Linked DNA regions of Sus scrofa: all the other regions are linked to region 2. A link is a contact called in public Hi-C and HiChIP or PLAC-seq data. All regions are on one chromosome and are shown on one strand. The core of a region is the stretch at or near the end of the contact, and the rest is flanking DNA. Distances in the headings are between cores, read along the strand shown.

Region 1 (2,872 bases), core at 48-2,547, 79 kb after region 2:
TGCTGGCCCACGACGCCTCAAGGGAGCCGGCTGTCCCCGCGATCCCAAAGAAGAACGCGCGAGGCGCCACGTGGCTGGGGAAAGGCGCTGCCATAAACCCCTTCCCCCTCAGCTGTGTGTGTGTCGGGGTGGGGGGGGAAGGCGGCGCTCAGGGGTCACCCGGGCCGGGCCGCTTTGTTCTCCAGGATTCTGGGGACTCAGCGCCCTGCAAACCACTCTGCAGGGTTCTCCCAGTCGGTGTTCGGACTCTAGGCCACCGAGACTCCGAGGCCTCGGCTCCCTCGATATTCTCGCTCCGGTACTGGAGCCCACCTGAATGGGGAGGAGAGGAAAAGGCTGTGGGTTCCAACCCCGCTGACCGCCAACCCCGCTTCGCGATCCGCGCCCCTGGGTCAAATTCGCCTACTCCCTCTGGTGCGTCCCCCCTCGCCCCGTCCCCCAGCCCCGGAATCCAGCTCGGCCAGTCCCACAGGAAAAAGTTGGCGGCCCCGCGCCAGGTAGCAGCGCCAACTCTGCGCGCCTAGCAACACCTAGAACTCCGGTTAGGAGAAGTAATTAAAAAGTTTTCCAGCCCAGGCGGATGGACCGACCGGGTCCTCCAAACTCCCTGGACTCGTCCGCCTCCCCCTCCCTCCACTCTCCGCCGGGTCCTAGCGCCGGTCGGTGCGAAGCCGCGGAACCTTGGAGTACGGCAAGAGGTGGGGCTGGGGAGAGGTACTTCTGCGCGAAATCCGTGGGGACGCCTGGAGATCAAAAAGACGCAAGATCCCCGCGCTCCGGACCTCTCTCCTCGGCCTCTCCACCGGGCAGTGTACGCTGGGCCGCAGGTCCAAAACTGTTCCCTGCCCCCGAACCCCCGGTGCTTTCTCTACGCCGCCGCTTTCCAGAGAGCCTGGACCCGGACAAAACTGGTTCTAGTTTTTAAAGCGAGTTCGCGCCACAGAAACTCAGAGACCAAGACTTGCCCTCCACCACCAACAGCTCTCTGAGCGGCGTCTGGGTGCTCCCGGGCTCCCCTGCCGTTGGCAGACGGTGGGTGCCCTGGGGAAGCCAGAGGAGAGGGCCTCACCAGGGACCACGTGTGCGCCGGGGCAACCACTCCTCGGAGGGTGGGGCACCACTCGCAGGTCACCCTTCAGCTTGCTGCGCAGGGGGTAGTGGGCGTTGCGCCGCCGCCCCTCCCAGTCAGTGCTGCGCTCCTGCCCCACTCACCGCCCTCTAACGATCGCAGGCGCTAAGACCCAGGAGGCGCCGCTCCACCGTCGCCGAAGGTCCGAGACCGGTTTGGACACTAGAGGGCGATGGCCGCCGCGGTATAAATACCGGGCCCGCGCAGGCCTGGCCATTCGCGACCGGGAGCTGCGCGGGCGCGAGTGAGTAGGGTCTCCGGGTGGGCAGCGGCAGCAGCGGCGCCCCGCGCGGGCTGGAGGCCGCCGAGGCTCGCCATGCCGGGAGGACTCTAGCTCCCCCATGGAGTCGGCCGACTTCTACGAGGCGGAGCCGCGGCCCCCGATGAGCAGCCACCTCCAGAGCCCCCCGCACGCGCCCAGCAGCGCCGCCTTCGGCTTTCCCCGGGGCGCGGGCCCCGCGCAGCCCCCAGCCCCACCTGCCGCCCCGGAGCCGCTGGGCGGCATCTGCGAACACGAGACGTCCATCGACATCAGCGCCTACATCGACCCGGCCGCCTTCAACGACGAGTTCCTGGCCGACCTGTTTCAGCACAGCCGGCAGCAAGAGAAGGCCAAGGCGGCCGCGGCCCCCGCGGGAGGCGGCGGCGACTTTGACTACCCGGGCGCCCCCGTGGGCCCCGGCGGCGCCGTCATGCCCGGGGGGGCTCACGGCCCCCCTCCCAGCTACGGCTGCGCGGCGGCCGGCTACCTGGACGGCAGGCTGGAGCCCCTGTACGAGCGCGTCGGGGCGCCGGCGCTGCGGCCGCTAGTGATCAAGCAGGAGCCGCGCGAGGAGGACGAGTCGAAGCAGCTGGCGCTGGCCGGCCTCTTTCCCTACCAGCCACCGCCGCCACCGCCACCACCGCATTCACACCCTCCGCCCGCACACCTGGCCGCCCCGCACTTGCAGTTCCAGATCGCGCACTGCGGCCAGACCACCATGCACCTGCAGCCCGGCCACCCCACGCCGCCGCCCACGCCCGTGCCCAGCCCGCACCCAGCGCCCGCGCTTGGCGCCGCTGGCCTGCCAGGCCCCGGCGGCGCTCTCAAGGGGCTGGCCCCAGCGCACCCCGACCTGCGCGCGGGCGGCGGCGGCGGCGCAGGCAAAGCCAAGAAGTCGGTAGACAAGAACAGCAACGAGTACCGGGTGCGGCGTGAGCGCAACAACATCGCGGTGCGCAAGAGCCGGGACAAGGCCAAGCAGCGCAACGTGGAGACTCAACAGAAGGTGCTGGAGCTGACCAGTGACAATGACCGCCTGCGCAAGCGGGTGGAACAACTGAGCCGCGAACTGGACACGCTGCGGGGCATCTTCCGCCAGCTGCCCGAGAGCTCCCTGGTCAAGGCCATGGGCAACTGCGCTTGAGGCGCGCGGCGGCGGGACCGCCCTGGGCCGGCCGCTGCCTGGGACCCAGGGAGTGGTTTCGGGTCTCCAGATCTCAAGACTGCCGGAGCCGCGCAAGCCAGGGCTAGGAGATTCGGGTGCCGCCTGAGAGCCTGGCCTGCCGCGTGTGCCCCTTGCCTTCCTCGGCGCCGGACACGGTGCGTCTAAGATGAGGGATCAGGCAGAGAGGAGAAGCGCCGTGGGGCTGAGCCGGGAGCCCGGCAACTCTAGTATTAAAGGAATAACCCTGTGCCTTGGAAACGCAAACTCACCGCTCCGATTCCTACCGAGTAGGGGGAGCAAATATGTGCCTTGTCAT
Region 2 (2,700 bases), core at 190-2,689:
AGCCAACTGCACCCGCCCGAAGCAAGACTTGAGAAACTGAAAAATTCTCCAACTCACTAGAATCCTATGATGGTTTAGCCCTGTTTACACTGTTATTCCAAAATAGCAAATCAACTTTAAGGATAGCTTTATCCCAAATACTACTCAAGTAGTGACAGCTGACCAGGTTTTAACTTTTAAATACCAAGAACTTTTAGATGCAGAAATATCAGTATTTTATCTCAAAAATTTCTTTGAGCGTCCCATAACCTATCTGTCCAAAGGATAATCTCTTCAAGTACGGATTCAATTGAGTGTAGGCTGGGAGACAGAACTACCAATTTTTGCGTAACCCACCAAAGTTAAAAGCACATTTTAAGAAACCAGATGACAAAATAAACCTCAGATAACAGAAAAGCCAGACAAGTAAACCTCCTGAAGCATAAAAACACACAAACTTACTTGAAAGAACAGAGTAGCCTTCCCTTTAACACTTCCATCCTCTCTACCCAGACACCTCTGCTGGCAATTAGCTTCAGCATGTTCCCTCGGAGCATGCTAACGAAGCGCTTCATTTCTTGCCCTCCCCTGCTCCATTCAACTCGTGGTTGCTGCACGTTCACCCAACCGGTGTTCGACAGTCAAACGAAGGGTATTCAAAAGTACAGCTCCATAAGGAACCATACTATTTCCGTAAAATCACGTATTTAAAAAATCAACTGCCTTCCCTGACTACTCTAATAACTTCTGAATCCGATTCTCGGCTACCCGACCCCGCGTAGTTCTGGAGGGGCAGGAAACAACCTAGGTGGCACTCCACTAAGATAAGGTCTACCTTCGGCTATTCTGGGAACACCCTTTATCCCCAAGGGCCAATACGAGCCTGGCTTGTCACACTGCACACACAGAGGGCCGGGTTGTGGAGGGGGCACGGCGTGGCTCGCATCCCGTCCCGGGCCGGCAGCAGGGGCGCCGGGGGAGCCCGGGGGTCGGCGGGTGGCGCCGCGGCGCTGGGCCGGGGCCAGGGATGAGCTCAGAGGCCTCGCCGGGTGTTGCCGGCAGGTTGCATCAGACGCCGCGCGGGGCCGCCGCCCGCGCCGCGGGCCGCGCGGGGCCTTCCCAGCAAGCCGGCCGCCTCGGGCCGGGCCGGGCCGGGGCTCCTCTCGCTGGGGCCGCGCCCACGCGAGCAGCTGGCAGCACCGCGGCCTCCCAACTCTCTCAGCCCGCTCGCGGCCTCCTTACCTGCGCCACTAGCCCGCCTGCCCCCAGGCGGCCTCCACTCTAAGCGGCCCCGTGCGGTACGGCCGGACCCGACCCAGGCCTAGCAGCCCGCGAGTCAGCGAGGTGGAGCGACGGTTACGAAACCGGGAGCCTCCGCCCGTTCCGCCGCCGCAGCCACCGGCTTCCCCTCCTCGCTCAGGCCGCGCGCGCGGCCGCCGCCGCCTCCACGACCAATGGGAGCGCCGGCCTACGGGTTGCTCCCGCCCCCCCTGGGATTGGCAGCGCCGCTAGCCAATCGAGAGCGGCCTGACTGCGGGAGGCGGGCACGTGGCGGAGGCGTAGCCCACGGCGCTTTAGGATGGGCAGGGGTGGTGGCGGCAGCGGCCTTAGTTTCCAGGACTGAACGCGTGGGGAGACATCCTAAGACGTGGGCGACCCGCCGCTCAAAAGGTTCTGTCAAAGTTGGAGGCATTGGAGAACTGTAGCCTTGTGAAGGCAACACCTGTCTTTGGAAAGCGCAATTTTCTGAGATGATTTTTTTTTTTTTTTTTTTGAATCACCAATTTCTGTTTTGGTTTCACCACGTTCTCAGGGAGCCCCGCCTCGGAGTCGCTTCCAGGGACAGTTTCCCGGAACGGCCCACCGGGCTCGCCTCTTCGTAGGCTGGGAGGCCGACGGTCGCCTCACCGCGACTCGCGCCCTCCGGATGGAGTCTGGAGAGAAGCCCCGGACCTCACGGCAGTGAAGGCAGCTGCAAACTTGGTGAAAAACGAAGGAAGGAAAATTTTCCCAATGTGGGATTAGTATTGATGTCACTTCGGTACAGACTGTGGTTACGGAGGAAATAATTGAGTTTACCTGACTGCCATGTGCTGTCTTCCAGGTGAACAGACTGAGAGACTTGATCTCAAAAAATGAATGGCAATCCAGCTTTATTTGTCAAAGACAATTCACAGGAGAATCTGAAAGCGTATTACAACCAGGAAGCAGCGAGCTGGGTGGAGGCAGATAGATTTGATTGCTTCCTCTTTAGCAATTCTTATCGTCCAAAAACTGGAGTCTTTGAAAGAGGAAACGTTTCTTCCTCGCCAGGCAATGGTACCAGCTTTCTGCAAGGGACTGTTTCGAGGAATCAATGAAGAGATGATAAAACATTTGCACACACAAACCAAAAAAAAAAAAGATAATAAGAAGGGCTGCAGCCAAAAGTGAACGCTGATGACTGTAGAAGCACACTTGGTAGAATGACACAATATCACCAAAACCAGTACTTTTCACTTTGGTGGGCAGTGGTTGGAGTTAAAATTTCTTTGATCGCGATTTTAGCAATATTAAAACTGGATTCGATTTTGTTACTCACAGAATCATAATTTCATCCTCACCATTTCCTAATCAATTAAAAAAAAAAAAAGGAAAAAAACCTGTATAGATGTGTTCCTTATCCCCCGGTTTGCTAAACTTGCTGCCAAGCTGCTCCAATGTTCTCTGAGTCTGTCTGGG
Region 3 (2,771 bases), core at 48-2,547, 130 kb after region 2:
TCAGGCTCACCTGAGCGCCCCTGCCGGCTGCTGCTCCCACCCGCCGCTCCTGGCCTCCGTTTCCCCATCTGCAGTGTGTCCCTCCCACCTCCACGCGCTCCTCGCCTGCCTCCCCCATCTCAGCGGGCAGGCGGCTCTCAGTCACCCTCCGTCTCTGCCCCTCTCCCCTCTCTCGTGCCTCCTCACCCTCCCCTTCTCTTCTTCCTCTCCTGGGGGGACTCTCATTGCTGGAGTTCCCGGGGCCATCGGCCCTCCCACTACTGAAGCCCCGGCGGCCCCGGGACAGAAGCCCCCTGTGGGGAAGAGGGGTCCCCTCTCAGAAGCAGAAGCCCCTGTGGAGACCCTCCGGGTGCAAAGAAAGGCAGCTGGTAAGGGTCATATGGTGAGTGACCAGCAGGTTCTGTTGTCCGGGGCAGACCCTCTGGGGACACAGTCTTGGGACAGCGGTGTTGGCCCAGGAGCCCAGGACCCCCAGACTGCAGCCCACGGTGGTTCAGAAGATAGGGCTCTCAGGGTCACAGGACATTTCAAGAGGACAATGGTGTAAATGCCCCCTCCCCAGGCTAGAGCAGGCTGGACGGGTAGGACAGGGTGGCCAGAGCAGTGACACTCAGGTGAGCCGAAGGGGACCGGGCCCAGGTAGCAAGGGAGGGGCCTGTGAGCAGCCTCTTCCTCATTCTGCGCCCAGCGCTAAAACGCAGATCTGGGACACAGATTGGTCAGGGGACCTTTTGGATGGGGAAGCCAGGGTCCCGCCAGCCCCAAGAGGTTTGTAGGCAGGTGCCCTGGCCGTGGGGCCACTGTGGGCTGCACGCCACCCCAAGCAGCACTCCTTTCTCTCCCAGATCCCTTCTCAGCCAGGACCATGCTGGGGGGGGGCGGTATCTTGAGTCACAGGTCCATCTCTCCCCCCGCCCACCGCCCCAGTACACAGCAATTCTCAGGGGCCTGGGAGTGGAGGGACAGGTGGCACCTTTGCAGGGCCTCAAGCAGGAGATGAGAAGCCTAGAGTCCCTTCTCTGATGGCTGGACTGCCAAGGTCCCCCGGGCCCCAGAAAGGAGCTTCCTTCCGAATCCCTCATTCCCAGCCCTTGGCTGCTTGGCGTGTTCAGCTCCAGGGCCCAGCCTCTCCCCCTACCCGGCGGGGCCCCCATGCTCAGCCAGCCGCCCGCCCGCCACAGGCCAGCCGCTGACCGCAGCCCTGAGTGTGGAGTGAAGGGAAGAGGCTGGGCTGTGGAGACGGATGGCCTCATCCTCCCTCCCCTCACAGCCTGGCTGGAGCCAGGGGTCACCCCTCATCCACCCCAGAGACCAGGGCAAGGATTGGTGGAGGCTGACAGGTTCAGGGGTCACAGTGCATGGCTGGGTCGGAGGTCAGAGATTTGCTGACAGCAGCCTTGGAGGTATCGATCTGGTGGGGGAGGTGACAGAACTCTGTCCCCTGCCAAGGGCTGTGGGCATGGGCTGGGCGGAGCCCACCCCCGAGCAGGCTCCTTGGGATGAGGGGCTGGAAGCTATGGAGCGCCTCTCACGGCGCCAGGTCCTGCAAGAGGCCGGGACCAATTGTCATACCACAAGTGATTTTAGTTTATCATCCTTGGGCTGATGGTCCAGCATGCCTGGGCCTGTGTGGCCAGGGGGACAACAGGGACCTGGTGGCTGCGTGCTCCAGTCTCAGAAGCCCGCACACATCTGAGGCTACAGGCTTGGGGAAGCTGGGAACAGAGGAGTCAAGAGAGCAGCTGAGGGCTGGGCTGGCTTCCTGGGGAAGGGGTGCACAGCTGCAGTGACCCTCAAAGGTCTGCCCCAGTCTCACCTGCTCACCCCAGAGTCAGGAGGACCCCCCAGCTCAGGTCCTATGCCCAACCGGCTTCTACGGGACGCAGGCACGATTCCAGCTCCCTCCCGCCCCACTCCCATCCCCAGTCTTTGCCCAGAGCCCTATCAGAAGTGGCCAGACACTCCAGCCACCCCTTCCCCTCCAACCCCCGAACATGTACACTTCCCCCAGGTCAGGCTGGGACAAGACTGCCCTGAGGGGAGCAGCCACCATGACCCAGAGGATAAGGGGGCACCTCCCCTAACTGGACTGCCCCCAAACAGACAGATCCCAAAGGTGCTTCTCCATCCATCCTCCACACTTCCTGGGGAGAGGGAAGGTGTGTGTGTGCATGTGTATTTATTTGCACGTGTGCACATCCATGTGCTTGTTGGTATGTGTGTCCATGTTATTTGTGTGTGTTTATGTGCACTGGGTACATGTGTGAACATGTAACTATGTGCATGCGTGAACTGTGTGATTATGTGCATGTGGGCACGTGTGTGTGTGTGTGTTTGCATGTTTGTGTGTGTGTTTGGCTCGAGCTTGAGGCTGAGCTGGCCCCCTTCCAGGCGCTGACTAGAGAGACACTCCAGCTGTGCCTTGGAATGGCATGATTCGAGCTTAGCCAAAAACCCTTACCAGTCCCTGTGGCCCTGGCCCTGGCAGTGGTCCTGGAACTGAGGGCTTCTGATCAGCCCTGGCCAAGCTGGCGGCATGGCCAGAGGGCAACTCTGTCCACTGGGAAGGCATGTGGTGGCCCCTGGCTCAGAGCATACCTAGGTTCGAGGTCACTGGCATGGAAGCAGAGGCACGTGGCCCACTGGGGTCTGGAGCTGTCCTTGAAGCCACCAGGGCCTGGGGGGGGCCCTTCCTAACAGCGACCCCTACTGGGGACATCAGGTACTACAGACTGGCTCTACATGCTATTGTCAGAGAAAAGGGCCCCCTT

Evidence for each region. A called contact is a pair of places that touch in the nucleus more often than the background predicts. HiChIP or PLAC-seq counts read pairs in DNA pulled down with a chosen protein or histone mark.
Region 1: an H3K27ac HiChIP or PLAC-seq map of alveolar macrophages shows a contact between it and region 2. The contact joins the promoter of CEBPA here to the promoter of CEBPG in region 2. A contact is called at or near these places in 1 of 5 promoter capture datasets (fetal liver), 11 of 47 Hi-C or Micro-C datasets (alveolar macrophages, blood, fetal liver and 6 more) and 2 of 2 datasets of contacts at active chromatin or transcription factors (alveolar macrophages and skeletal muscle).
Region 3: a Hi-C map of liver shows a contact between it and region 2, with 2.9 times the contacts expected there. The contact joins the enhancer-like site here to the promoter of CEBPG in region 2. A contact is called at or near these places in 1 of 5 promoter capture datasets (liver), 4 of 47 Hi-C or Micro-C datasets (embryonic fibroblasts and liver) and 2 of 2 datasets of contacts at active chromatin or transcription factors (alveolar macrophages and skeletal muscle).

Annotation. Positions count from the first base shown.
Region 1 is chr6:43,084,309-43,087,180 of Sscrofa11.1, reverse strand. It overlaps CEBPA (CCAAT/enhancer-binding protein alpha), which reads left to right and starts at 1,297. Exons shown (of 1, transcript XM_003127015.4): 1 at 1,297-2,872. The coding sequence starts at 1,471. The coding sequence ends at 2,535. It overlaps LOC102160718 (a long non-coding RNA gene), which reads right to left and starts at 1,063. Exons shown (of 2, transcript XR_002344625.1): 1 at 783-1,063; 2 at 1-312.
Region 2 is chr6:43,163,641-43,166,340 of Sscrofa11.1, reverse strand. It overlaps CEBPG (CCAAT/enhancer-binding protein gamma), which reads right to left and starts at 1,439. Exons shown (of 4, transcript XR_002344626.1): 1 at 1,222-1,439.
Region 3 is chr6:43,037,522-43,040,292 of Sscrofa11.1, reverse strand. No RefSeq gene overlaps it. Among named protein-coding and RNA genes, the nearest start is that of SLC7A10, 21 kb to the right of the region's middle. Within about 2 kb of position 1,297, at least 6 of the 83 cell types and tissues checked have an H3K27ac peak or open chromatin away from gene starts, as enhancers often do. A contact at or near this core is called in liver, where this site is marked.